2 separate regions of the Mus musculus genome follow, and region 1 is linked to region 2. Evidence: chromatin contacts called from public HiChIP or PLAC-seq data. All regions are on one chromosome and are shown on one strand. Each heading gives the region's core, a stretch centred on a gene start, on an enhancer-like site or on the middle of the called end of the contact. The rest is flanking DNA. Distances are from core to core; before and after follow the strand shown.

What was found. HiChIP or PLAC-seq counts read pairs in DNA pulled down with a chosen protein or histone mark.
Region 1: a FOXA1 HiChIP or PLAC-seq map of pancreatic cancer cells shows a contact between it and region 2. The contact joins two enhancer-like sites. A contact is called at or near these places in 1 of 115 datasets of contacts at active chromatin or transcription factors (pancreatic cancer cells) and 3 of 9 other capture datasets (adipose tissue, liver and pancreatic islet).

The regions. Positions count from the first base shown.
Region 1 is chr4:116,299,613-116,305,251 of GRCm38.p6, reverse strand. It overlaps Pik3r3 (phosphoinositide-3-kinase regulatory subunit 3), which reads right to left. Exons shown (of 10, transcript NM_181585.6): 10 at 2,196-5,618. The coding sequence ends at 5,420. Among named protein-coding and RNA genes, the nearest start is that of Pik3r3, 81 kb to the right of the region's middle. Within about 2 kb of position 3,986, at least 107 of the 459 cell types and tissues checked have an H3K27ac peak or open chromatin away from gene starts, as enhancers often do. A contact at or near this core is called in pancreatic cancer cells, where this site is marked.
Region 2 is chr4:116,095,265-116,100,415 of GRCm38.p6, reverse strand. Lrrc41 (leucine rich repeat containing 41) reads right to left here. Exons shown (of 10, transcript NM_153521.2): 8 at 4,502-4,624; 9 at 4,198-4,273; 10 at 3,307-4,093. The coding sequence ends at 3,874. It overlaps Rad54l (RAD54 like (S. cerevisiae)), which reads left to right. Exons shown (of 18, transcript NM_009015.3): 12 at 18-148; 13 at 669-779; 14 at 955-1,078; 15 at 1,398-1,476; 16 at 1,752-1,931; 17 at 2,795-2,958; 18 at 3,045-3,461. The coding sequence ends at 3,255. Among named protein-coding and RNA genes, the nearest start is that of Gm52704, 9.4 kb to the right of the region's middle. Within about 2 kb of position 3,860, at least 21 of the 459 cell types and tissues checked have an H3K27ac peak or open chromatin away from gene starts, as enhancers often do. A contact at or near this core is called in pancreatic cancer cells, where this site is marked.

The sequences.
Region 1 (5,639 bases), core at 2,737-5,236, 200 kb before region 2:
TGAAGGGGAGGGATGGGAGGAAGAAAGCACTTGCAGTTCACTGGAAACCATTCTAGGAAGTTGGAAGTGGAAGTACAACTAGTAAACATCTTGTGATATAAATACAAAAATACATGAGCATCAACCCAAGGTCAGTAGTCCTCAACACTGCTGGGTCTGAGCAGTTTCTCAAAGGTGGCTTTGGGCAGGTGGTACCAGGTTTGCTTTAGACTGTCTATATTCTGGCTGTAGTACAGGCAGGCTATAGTGGTTCCCATAAGCCGGAACTATCAGAAGATAGATGGCAATTAAACCTGCATAAGATAAGGATCACCCAGGGAACATACAGAATGAGAAAGGAAACCCAAAGGGCCACACAACATTAAATAGACACAACCAGTACCCCCCCCCCCGCCCTAAAAAGAAAGAGAAAGGGAATGAAATCCTCAACCAGAGAAGATAGACCTGCCAAGTGTGGTGGCACACACTGAACCCTGGCACTTAAGTAGAGGAAGGAGTTTGCTGCCAATTTGTTCACATAGTGAGCTCCAGGGTGGCACATTAACCCTGCCTTACCAAGAAAACATTTGAGTAAGGCATGAGAGCAGTAAGCTCACATGTTGGTTCTTCAACAGGAGTCAGGGAGAAGTACTGGATATGGCCTCAAAGCCCACCTCTGTTGACACCTCCAACAAGGACACACACCACTGTACTTACCAAATAGTTACAACAACTGGGCCCAAATAAATATTGGGGCATGAGCCTATGGGGACCATTCTCATTTAGAACACCACACCCTGCATTCTGAATATGAGATATCTCACAATAAAGACCTGTATTGTCCTAGACATAGCAGATGAATTTGGTGATGGAGGCAAAATTTAAGTAAAGAGGCCCAAGGTGAGGAGACTAGAAAAGCCAGAGAGAGTAAACATGTCTGAAGAAAACTAGATGATTGGGTGGAGTGGAGTGGGTTTAATGAAAAAACAAGCAATGATCACTTAGCATTTGAGAGGGCACTGTTTCAAGTGATAACTGTAGGGAAGTTTCAAGTGAGGAAACAGACATTGAGGTGAAAGGAATGAATGATCAAGGTAGAGTTTAAGAGTAGAATGAGGACACTCAAATTCATATATATATATATATATATATATATATATATACACACATATATATATATATATATTTTTTAAAGTATCCCTGTGAGTGTCTTGCTTGCATGTGTATCTGCACAACATGCATACAGTGCCACAGAGGCCAGAGAGGGCTTAGATCCTCTGGAATTGGAATTATGTTGTGACCTGTCATGTGGGTCCTAGGAACTGAACTTGGGTCCTCTAGAAAAGCAGCTATCTCAGTAGCACTATACACCCAGCCATTTTAAATGTGGATGATGAAACTGAGTGGAAAAAAAGATTACCAAAAAAAAAAAAAAAAAGCCAGGCATGGCTTAATCCCAGCACTTGGGAGGCAGAGGCAGGTGGATTTCTGAGTTCGAGGCCAGCCTGGTCTACAAAGTGAGTTCCAGGACAGCCAGGGCTACACAAAGAAACCCTGTCTCAAAAATAAATAAATAAAAATAAACAAAACAAAAAGATTGCAGGGAGGAAATAGAATCCAATATACATGGGACTCTGGGTGTGGGTGTGGTTGGAAGGGCTACCTATTGTGATTTAACAGAGGGAGCTCTATAGCTGTAGGCAGGCGTGAGGGTCTGGGGATGGACAGGATGATCGTCAGCCTTCCTCTTAAGTCCAATGCATATGCGATACAGAGATGTCCAAGAAGATAAGTTCGGTTGTCTTGGGACTAAAGGCACAGCACAAGGTAAATAAACAGGTATTCCCTGACCATGCCATGTGGGTATTGTACCTTGAAGAGGGACAAAAGCATAAACTATAAAACTAAGTCCATTTCTCCTAGTCGCAGAGTAGAAAAACACTTCTGAGTATGAGAACCAATAAAATGCATTTACTTGAATGGGTGTTAAAGGGAGGAAATGGCTTTCATTTAATTTTGGATTTGTGTCCTTTGGGAGGTAGAAAGGTTTTTGTTTGTTTGTTTGTTTGTTTTTGTTTTTTGAGTTTTAATTTCCTCTTATAGGAAGGAGAACCTCTCTTGGCCCCAGTATGGACTTCAAGCATGCAGAACTTCTTACCTTACTCCCTAACCTGCTTTAGCCCACTGCCCTCCATGCCAAGAAAACCAAAAAATGCTTCACTGCAATGTCTTTATTGCATCTGGAGCAAGTCTGCCAACCATTCCAAGTCTTGGAGAAGGTTAAAAAAAGGAAAAAGCCCCAACAATGTTCTCACCTTACCTTCCCCCCACCCCTTCCCCACAACCGCACAGCAATGTCTGAACACATTTGGTGACAAGAACAATTTGCAAAAGTGGTCTAGAAATTACATTATGAATTGTTCCAACACAAGACACAGTTGGCTTCCTTCTGAGTCAGTTATTTTTACATAAACTACATGAAATTTTTTTATTACATCAAAGACAACAGAATAGATTCTTCACAAGAAACAACAAAGTACCAAAGTTACATGCGAGGATTTGTAAGGAAACAAGGGTGGTTGTCACAAATGGCTAGAGCTAAGTCAAGAATGAGCAGTTGGCAGCAAAGGACCAAGAATGGACCTCTGGTGTATGATGTCATGGAAACCTCAAGAAGATCTAACTGGCAGTAGAGATCATCCTAGAAATCAGAAATTGTTCAAGTACATTTTTTCTTTAAAGTTCTGGAGAATGGGTGAAGCTGGTACCTTGCAGAGAAGGGACACAAGGAAGATGCCACTCGGGCTTGAGTCTGAAGTAAATGTAGAAAGCTTGTGTCTTAGTAGTGTGGAGCTGTAGGATGTCTTCATCTATTGCTGGAGCAGTGACAAGAACATAAACAACCTACCTAAGCTGAACTATGCCAGGTGGAAACAGCTTTGTTTTGTTTTGTTTTTATTTTAAAAACTGTATCTAGCCAACCCAAAGCTGCTTTCCTGTTGGGGACTGGCTGATCTGGGGACTGGCTGATCTGCCTGCCCCTATGGTCCTAATCTGTCTCTAGCCTCTGCTTTAGTCAATGAGTCTACAGTTAAGATGCCAAAAGAGATAGTCCCAGGGCCTAGATCATGAGACAGAACTTTGAGCTAGCCTTGAGAAGAAGACCAACACCTGCTTCCAGACTCCCTCAGACAGCAGGGCCACTCTTAGGAGACTGCTCCTCATGCCATTTCCACAGCTCAGGATCAGATAAATCATGTAGTAACTTGGCAGAAAAATAAAAAGATAGCTTCCGATTTATTAAATGATCCCTGGTCTCAGCTCCCACAAAGTGGTTACTCAAAGGGAAAGAATATAGGACTGAAAACCTGTCTTTCTCCATTGTCCAGCCCAGGTGTAGATGCTGCTTTCTCCTGCATATCTTCCATGTCTGCCTACAAGGTAAAGACATTATTCAACACTAAAGCTGTATATTTTATCATTTTGACTTACTTGGAAGAGATTTCTTTAAAAAGGCGTTCAGGACATACTAAAATTTTAGTGCTGGATCAGAGGGATTCCTCACACCTAATCTTGAGCATATAACTGCTTCAGCAAGTTCAACATCAGTACAAAGTCACAGGTATTCCAATCAACAAATAGCCTGGCATTACTTGGTAAACTGAGCAAGATTTTAAGCTGGCAATTTTGAAAAAGGCCTTACAGAGTGGCTGAGGGTGGTCAATCTCCTCTCTTTCACACTGGAGCATGAACAAGAAAAAGCCATCAATGGCATGCCCTATCAACTGTGACAATTATTCAAAACTTTTGACCTATCTCTATACTGTGGTTTCTTCTAGACACTGTCACCAAAGGAAGTGCTCAGGGAAAGTCATATTCATCTTTATTTTGGCCCCCAAACTTCATCTTCCCTGATTGTAAGCCTGATGACCCAGGCACAGGCTGCTTGTCTAAACTGCCTGACTGCACATTACTGGGCTCAAGCAGCTGAGTCATACTGAGCCTGTTATGGCTCCAGAACTGACTCTGAAGCAGCTGAACTCTTAAATGAGTGTGAATCCATAAATAGATGGCTGCCCTCTCCTCTATCTAACTTCACTTAGCTGAAGGCTTAAACCACAGCCACGGAAGCATGAGAGCAGGCTGTGTGCACTGCCTTAACAGCAGGCTCACAAAAAGGGCAAGCAGGAAAGCCTGTGGATTATTTCCCCAGATAGTCTGAACTCCACGTCATCCCCTCTTCTGGCAAACGCTTCAACCACAGTATTGAATAACATGTCATGTGATGGACCCTTCACCATGGATACCAGGCCTCATGTGCCTGTGATTTACTGAGGTCTCTGACCACAAACTCGAGTCCTCCTTTAGCTACCTATGGCTCCCTAAACCCTATCCAAAAAAGGAAGGGGAGATGAAGGCAAATTAATCCTTGTATAGTTTTGGCAAGGCTTTTAAACTTGAGGAAGCACACAACAATGTTGTTCTCTATCATTATTTGGTATATCAAGCCATCTAAAAGCACTGGATTGCACTGTTTCTTTACTCATAAAACAACTTACAAGGGTTTCAAACATTTCTTTAAAGAAACACCACACAAGCACCAACTTCATTATGACTCAAAGCTTACTATTTCCACAAAATAATTCTATTCCTCATCTGAGAAACAAGGCCAGGGCAAAAGGAAATACACTGACCAATTTTAGTGTTTGTTGAAACTCACATTTCTAGTCTTTCAAGTTTTGGTACAGAAGTGTACATTCAGCTACTACTGTCCTCCCCTTAGACCTTGGTCTGGCGATGCTGCTTTGTTGGTTTTTGAACACAGTGCTTTAGAGGGAGGAGTTGGTGAAGATGCTGAAGCCTAGATTATGTTGATAAAATTGAAGTAACATCAACTGAAGGGGTCTTTTGCCTCCTTGGTTTAGATTCTGAAAATGTAATCCCATACCTCCCTATTTTCCTTTGGTTGTTTTTCCCTCCAAACCAAATCCCACTTTACCACAGAGCCAAAATCGGCTCTTTATTTGGGGGAAAGGGGAAGAGACTATCAAATCAAAACAACTCCCAGCAGAACTGTGACCTGCTGCATTCTTAGGGTTGAGGACAAAGGGATGTGGACTCTTCAGAAACTTCCAAATAAAACCCCCACCCCAACCCACAACAAGCCTTAGCTGTTCTTTTAAAGGTGCCTGACAACAAACCCAAACCCCATGAAACCAATATCTGCTTCCAGCTTAGTCCATCAGTGCAGCAGCACAGCCGAGGCCAGAGACCCTGGGCCCCTCATTTCTAAATCCAAGCTACTGCTTGGCCTCTCCATTTCACATTCACAGAATCACTTGTGCAAAACAAGCAGTCTACGTTGAAAGAATGCCCTCATCGTAGTCTAATAAAAACCATAGGAAAAAAACGGCTAGAGAGCGTGTCTCTTCCACTCTGCTTATCTGCAGAGCGTAGGCATCTGTGCATGGACAGGGTAGGCGAGCCTGACGTTGAGGGAGTCGTTGTGCTGAACCAGGGATGTCTGCTGGTAATGGAGCACCAGCTCCTTCAGTGAGCTGTACAGGTTGTAGGGTTCTGCAAAGCCATATCCTCGAGCCGTGCTGTAGATGACACAGTGCTTCACTTCCCCGTCTGCACTGAGAGACAACACAGGAAAA
Region 2 (5,151 bases), core at 2,611-5,110:
TGCCCTTTTATTTTCAGGCTGACACCCCTTCAAACTGAGCTATACAAGAGATTTCTGAGACAGGCTAAGCCTGAAGAAGAATTGCGTGAGGGCAAGATGAGTGTGTCTTCCCTGTCTTCTATCACCTCTCTAAAGAAGCTGTGTAATCGTGAGTGCACCCATACCCGGTATCTTCTGTGTGAGTGAGCAGGGAGCGGAAGTTCTTGTGAATAGGCTGCTGACCTTCACCAGAACTTCTCTAGAGACCCCATGGAGGCCACATGTGGACTCTTCTGAATGACACCTTTACTTTGGCAATTTTATAGTCTTCTGCCCAGCCCATCCTTAGTGCTTGAGATGTGTTGGACTGTGTATGTGAGTGCTTGTCTGCACCCATCCTCTTGAACAAGAGGCAGAAAGAAAAGTAACAGATGGTTCCTTTTGTTGTTGGGAGAACATTGTAGTGAGTGATGGTGAGGCTTCCAGATGATACTGGCTACACCCTGTGGGAACTTGGGAGGGTGTACCCCAGGTGAGTCTAGTTGTGAGACCTATGTCAGCGCCAGATAGCCAGAGGGTGAGCACTGAAGTACAAGCTTCAGACAATCAAAGGTGCTAGCATTTTCCTATGGATTTGTTTGGTTGATTGGTGGTTTGTTTTTTTTTTTTTTTCTTTTTTTGGTTTTCAGATCCAGCTCTAATCTATGACAAGTGTGTGGCAGAGGAGGATGGCTTTGAGGGCACTTTGGGTATCTTCCCACCTGGTTATAACTCTAAAGCTGTAGAGCCACAGTTGTCAGGTGAGCCCACCCAATTAGCAGATGGTCAGTCTCCTTGGAGGAGGGAATATAGGATAAGGCTAGGAAATTACCTCTGTGCTGAAGCTATCCTGTCTGAAAGCAGGGTATCAAGTATAACCACCGCAGGCCACTGGGATGACCAATTGTGAGGACTGATAATAGCCACTTTTCCCAGGTAAGATGCTGGTCCTTGATTACATTCTGGCCGTGACTCGAAGCCGTAGCAGTGACAAAGTCGTGCTGGTGTCTAATTATACTCAGACATTGGATCTCTTTGAAAAGCTGTGCCGGGTTCGAAGGTAGGGAAGAACCTAACCAGGCTGGCTAGCAAAGGGATGTGTCTTCCTCACTGACACTCTAGGAAAATGATTAGATTTTTCTGATTATTGGATGTTTATCAAGGTGTGGCTATATGAGGACTTTCTCTTACCTCATGACTGTGATGGCAATAGCTCTGTCTTTACACAGATCAGAATTCCTGCCCTTCTCTGTCCTTCTCTTAGGGAAGCCTTGGACTATGCGTGAGCAGCCTCAAGCATGGTTAATCTAGTCTTCTTGGTAGCCATAGTTCCAATTAATTTATGCTTCTTGGGTCTTGATATTTGGATCTCCCTCAAGGTACTTGTATGTTCGCCTGGATGGCACGATGTCCATTAAGAAGCGAGCCAAGGTTGTGGAGCGCTTCAATAGCCCATCGGTAAGTACAGCAAGCGCAGGAAGGATGTGTTGACAGAGCAGCTGTGTGGTGGTTGTGTTTCATTGCTTTATTTTTGTTTTGTGTTCTGGTGGGTGTGATAAGATGAATCTGGCTTAGGAACTGACTTTGTGGGTTGGGAAATTGAATGATAGGCAGACCAACCTGTGGTCCTCAGTGTGAGTATAGAAAAGTGTTGGTGGAGCTAAGAAGGATCCCAGTTTAGTTTCCAAGTGTGTGCATCCTATGCTCTCCTTTCTTGTTTCTTTTCTTCCCAGAGCCCTGATTTTGTTTTCATGCTGAGCAGCAAAGCCGGGGGCTGTGGTCTTAACCTCATTGGTGCTAACCGACTGGTCATGTTTGATCCTGACTGGAATCCAGCCAATGATGAACAAGCTATGGCCCGAGTCTGGCGTGATGGTCAAAAGAAGATCTGCTATATCTACCGACTGCTATCTGTAAGTATGTGTATGAGTACACTGTAGCTGTATTCAGACACACACCAGAAGAGGGCATAAGATCCCATTACAGATGGTTGTGTGCCATCATGTGGTTGCTGGGCATTGAACTCGGGGTCTCTGGAAGAGCAGTCAGTGCTCTCAACCGCTGAGCCATCTCTCCAGCTGGTTTTCAAGGCTTTAGTAGAGATCATCTTACTCTTTCATCCTTTCTAGCTTTCTTATACTTACATGTTTACTTTAAAACCTTAATGTTTCTAGAATCTTCCACCTTGTCCAAGAACTCTTCCTGCCTCAGCCTTCTGAAGAACTGACCCTCTTTGTTGCTCTTGGCTTCTAGTCCACCTTTTTTTCTGGAGTCAGCTCAGAGAGAATCTGTTTTCAGTGCTTTCTGAACTCCTCAACTCTTCGATCATTCCTTTCATGAGACCCTGAGTATTACTTAACAGGTTTTTGCAATGGTACAAATCTATTTATATAGTTAGTCTGCATATTGAATGAAGTGCTCTGTGACCTCTGTGATAGCGATCATACTTCATTCTTTCTTGTATCCTATTACTAGTATATGACCTGACATAAAATTGTCGGATGATACTGAATGAGAGTTGGGCTTGGTGTGGAGGGCACTTTGATACAGATAACCTGTTTACACTCAACCCATTTAGCCAGGCTGACACTCTCCACTGATGCTGAAAATGGTCGGGACAGACAAAGCAGCACAATTCTTGGCTCCAAAACTAGGAAAATGGATCTCTGCTAAGGCAGATAATTGCTCTTTCTCAAGATGTTTGCAGCCCCTAGGTTTTCCTGCTCCCTCAGCATCTACAGGAATGGTTGAGTTCTACATTTCATCCCATTTCTAGGCAGGAACAATTGAGGAGAAGATCTTTCAGCGGCAGAGCCACAAGAAGGCTCTGAGCAGCTGTGTGGTGGACGAGGAGCAGGATGTGGAGCGCCACTTTTCTCTTGGTGAGCTTAAAGAGCTGTTTACTCTGGATGAAGCAAGCCTCAGTGACACACATGACAGGTATGTGGAGTTCCTTGTCATTATCTCTTTGCTACCTGACCAGCACAGAAATCCGTAGTGACCACAACTCTGTCCTCTGACCCCAGATTGCATTGCCGCCGTTGTGTAAACAACCGTCAGGTCTGGCCACCCCCTGATGGTTCTGACTGCACTTCAGACCTGGCTCAGTGGAACCACAGCACAGATAAACGAGGGCTCCAGGATGAGGTACTCCAGGCTGCCTGGGATGCTTCATCTACAGCCATCACCTTCGTCTTCCACCAGCGTTCTCATGAGGAGCAGCGCGGTCTTCACTGATAATCAGCTGGTCTGGATGTAGTTGTTTGGGAAAGGATACAGGGAAAGGGGGTTCTCTGCCTCATGAGGCTCTGCTCAGTTTTATTCTCTGGGAGAAAATCATCAAGAAGGGCTGCATGATGTTTGCCCAAAATTTATTTTATAAGAAAAACTTTTTTGGTTTAAAAAAAAAAAAGAAAAAGAAAGGAATAAAGGCATGAAAGGGACTGAGGCCTGGGAACACATTGGTAAGCCCAGGAGGGAAGAGGCCTGGTGTTAGGCATTCCTATACTTCTCTAAAGCCTGGGTGCCTGCTTGAGGAATGAAGCAGGAAACCCCAGAGCAGGGGTAGGGGGTGTTTTCCTCAGTGACGATAGAGACCCGTAACCTCCTGGCCTGGGGTTCCCAGAGTACTGAGTAAGTGGCCCAAAGCCTCTGAACTCAGCGGTGGGAATGCCTTTGCTGGGCCTCATCAAGGCCTCCAGGACCTCAGTGCAAGGGAAGATGAAAAGGAAACAGAAATAGACAAAGTGGCAGAAAGAGGATGACAGAATCAGTGGTTGGGGATTCTGGGCAGCCCACGGCTCAGTCCCTGCAAGCTGATGGTACTGAGGATGGGCCTGTGAGGTATGGGCCCCATCACATGGTGCTGACATAATCTGCAAAGGCCTGGGTTGAGTCCCATGAGTCGCTAACCACGTGGCAGGTAGCCCGGAGTCGCCGGATTGCTTCTCTTGCTGTGACTGCATCCTGGTCCAGCCAGTTCTGGAAGAGGCGTAGGTGACCAAAGGCTCCTCGGCCCCAGCGCTCCAGTCGTTTGGCAAACTCCAAAAGCCCATCTGGCTTGATGCAGTTGGAACTGGTAGGGATGCCATGAATTAGATATCCAGGAAGCAACTAGGCTTTTGTCTACATTGATATCCTTTTCTTCCCCCATCCCTTGTCTCCTAACCCCTAGCATACCTGATGTCCAGCTGACAGAGAGAAGAGGAAGAATCCTCTGAGAAAACATCTGCTAGGGCTAATAGGCCAGCGTTCCCTGGCGAGGGAGAGAGGAACACTCATTAACTCTACTCACAAACAAGGAAACAAGGGTATCCTATCCCAGCTCCAACCTGGGAGAACCCTAGTCCTAGCAGTTCTGAATACCCAGTACTCAAATACCTATATTACAACCTGGTCAGTACCTTTACCCCAAAAGTTTCTAGTTCCTAGTTCCTTCTTTCCCTCCCTTCTCCCTTCCTCCTCTCCAGGGTATGGTCCCTACCCAGGCGGTTCCCTGGTAGTCGAAGGCCCTTCAGTGTAGAGTTGCCCTTCATAGCAGCAACCATCTCAGGAAGAAATTGGACTGGGCGCTTCTCAAACAGACGGCAGAAGGAGAAGGTAATCTCTGTCAAGAGAAAGTAGAATATTCAGATGACTGAAGCAGGGGTGGTGCTGTCCTCCTGTCCTAGGTTGGCCTAGCAAGGTACTGTGAACATTTATACAGATCTGAAAAGGATAATCTATATAGATCCGAGCAATATTGGAACTCAATTCAAATAGGACATTGAGCCTGTTTGAGGAACATCTCTGAGGATAAATTTTTTATCCACTTCCCGCTCTCTATATATAGTCACTGATGCTTTTGCAGGGGGGGAGACTAGTCACAGTGAGTGTCTGACTAGTCACACCCACACACAGTAGCATGTTTATTTCTCCCCACTATCTTTTTTTTTTTTTAAATTGAAACCACCAAGGTGCTACCACCATTTCTGACAGCCCCTTAAAACAAAACAAAACTGGGTGATGTACTAAAACTTGGGATATTAGAAGGAAGGTCATGTAGGTTCCATATCCTTTATAGTCAAGGAAGATAGAGACCTGGGAAAACAGTGGTTTGCAGACTGAGATCATGACAAAGCTACAGTAAGGACA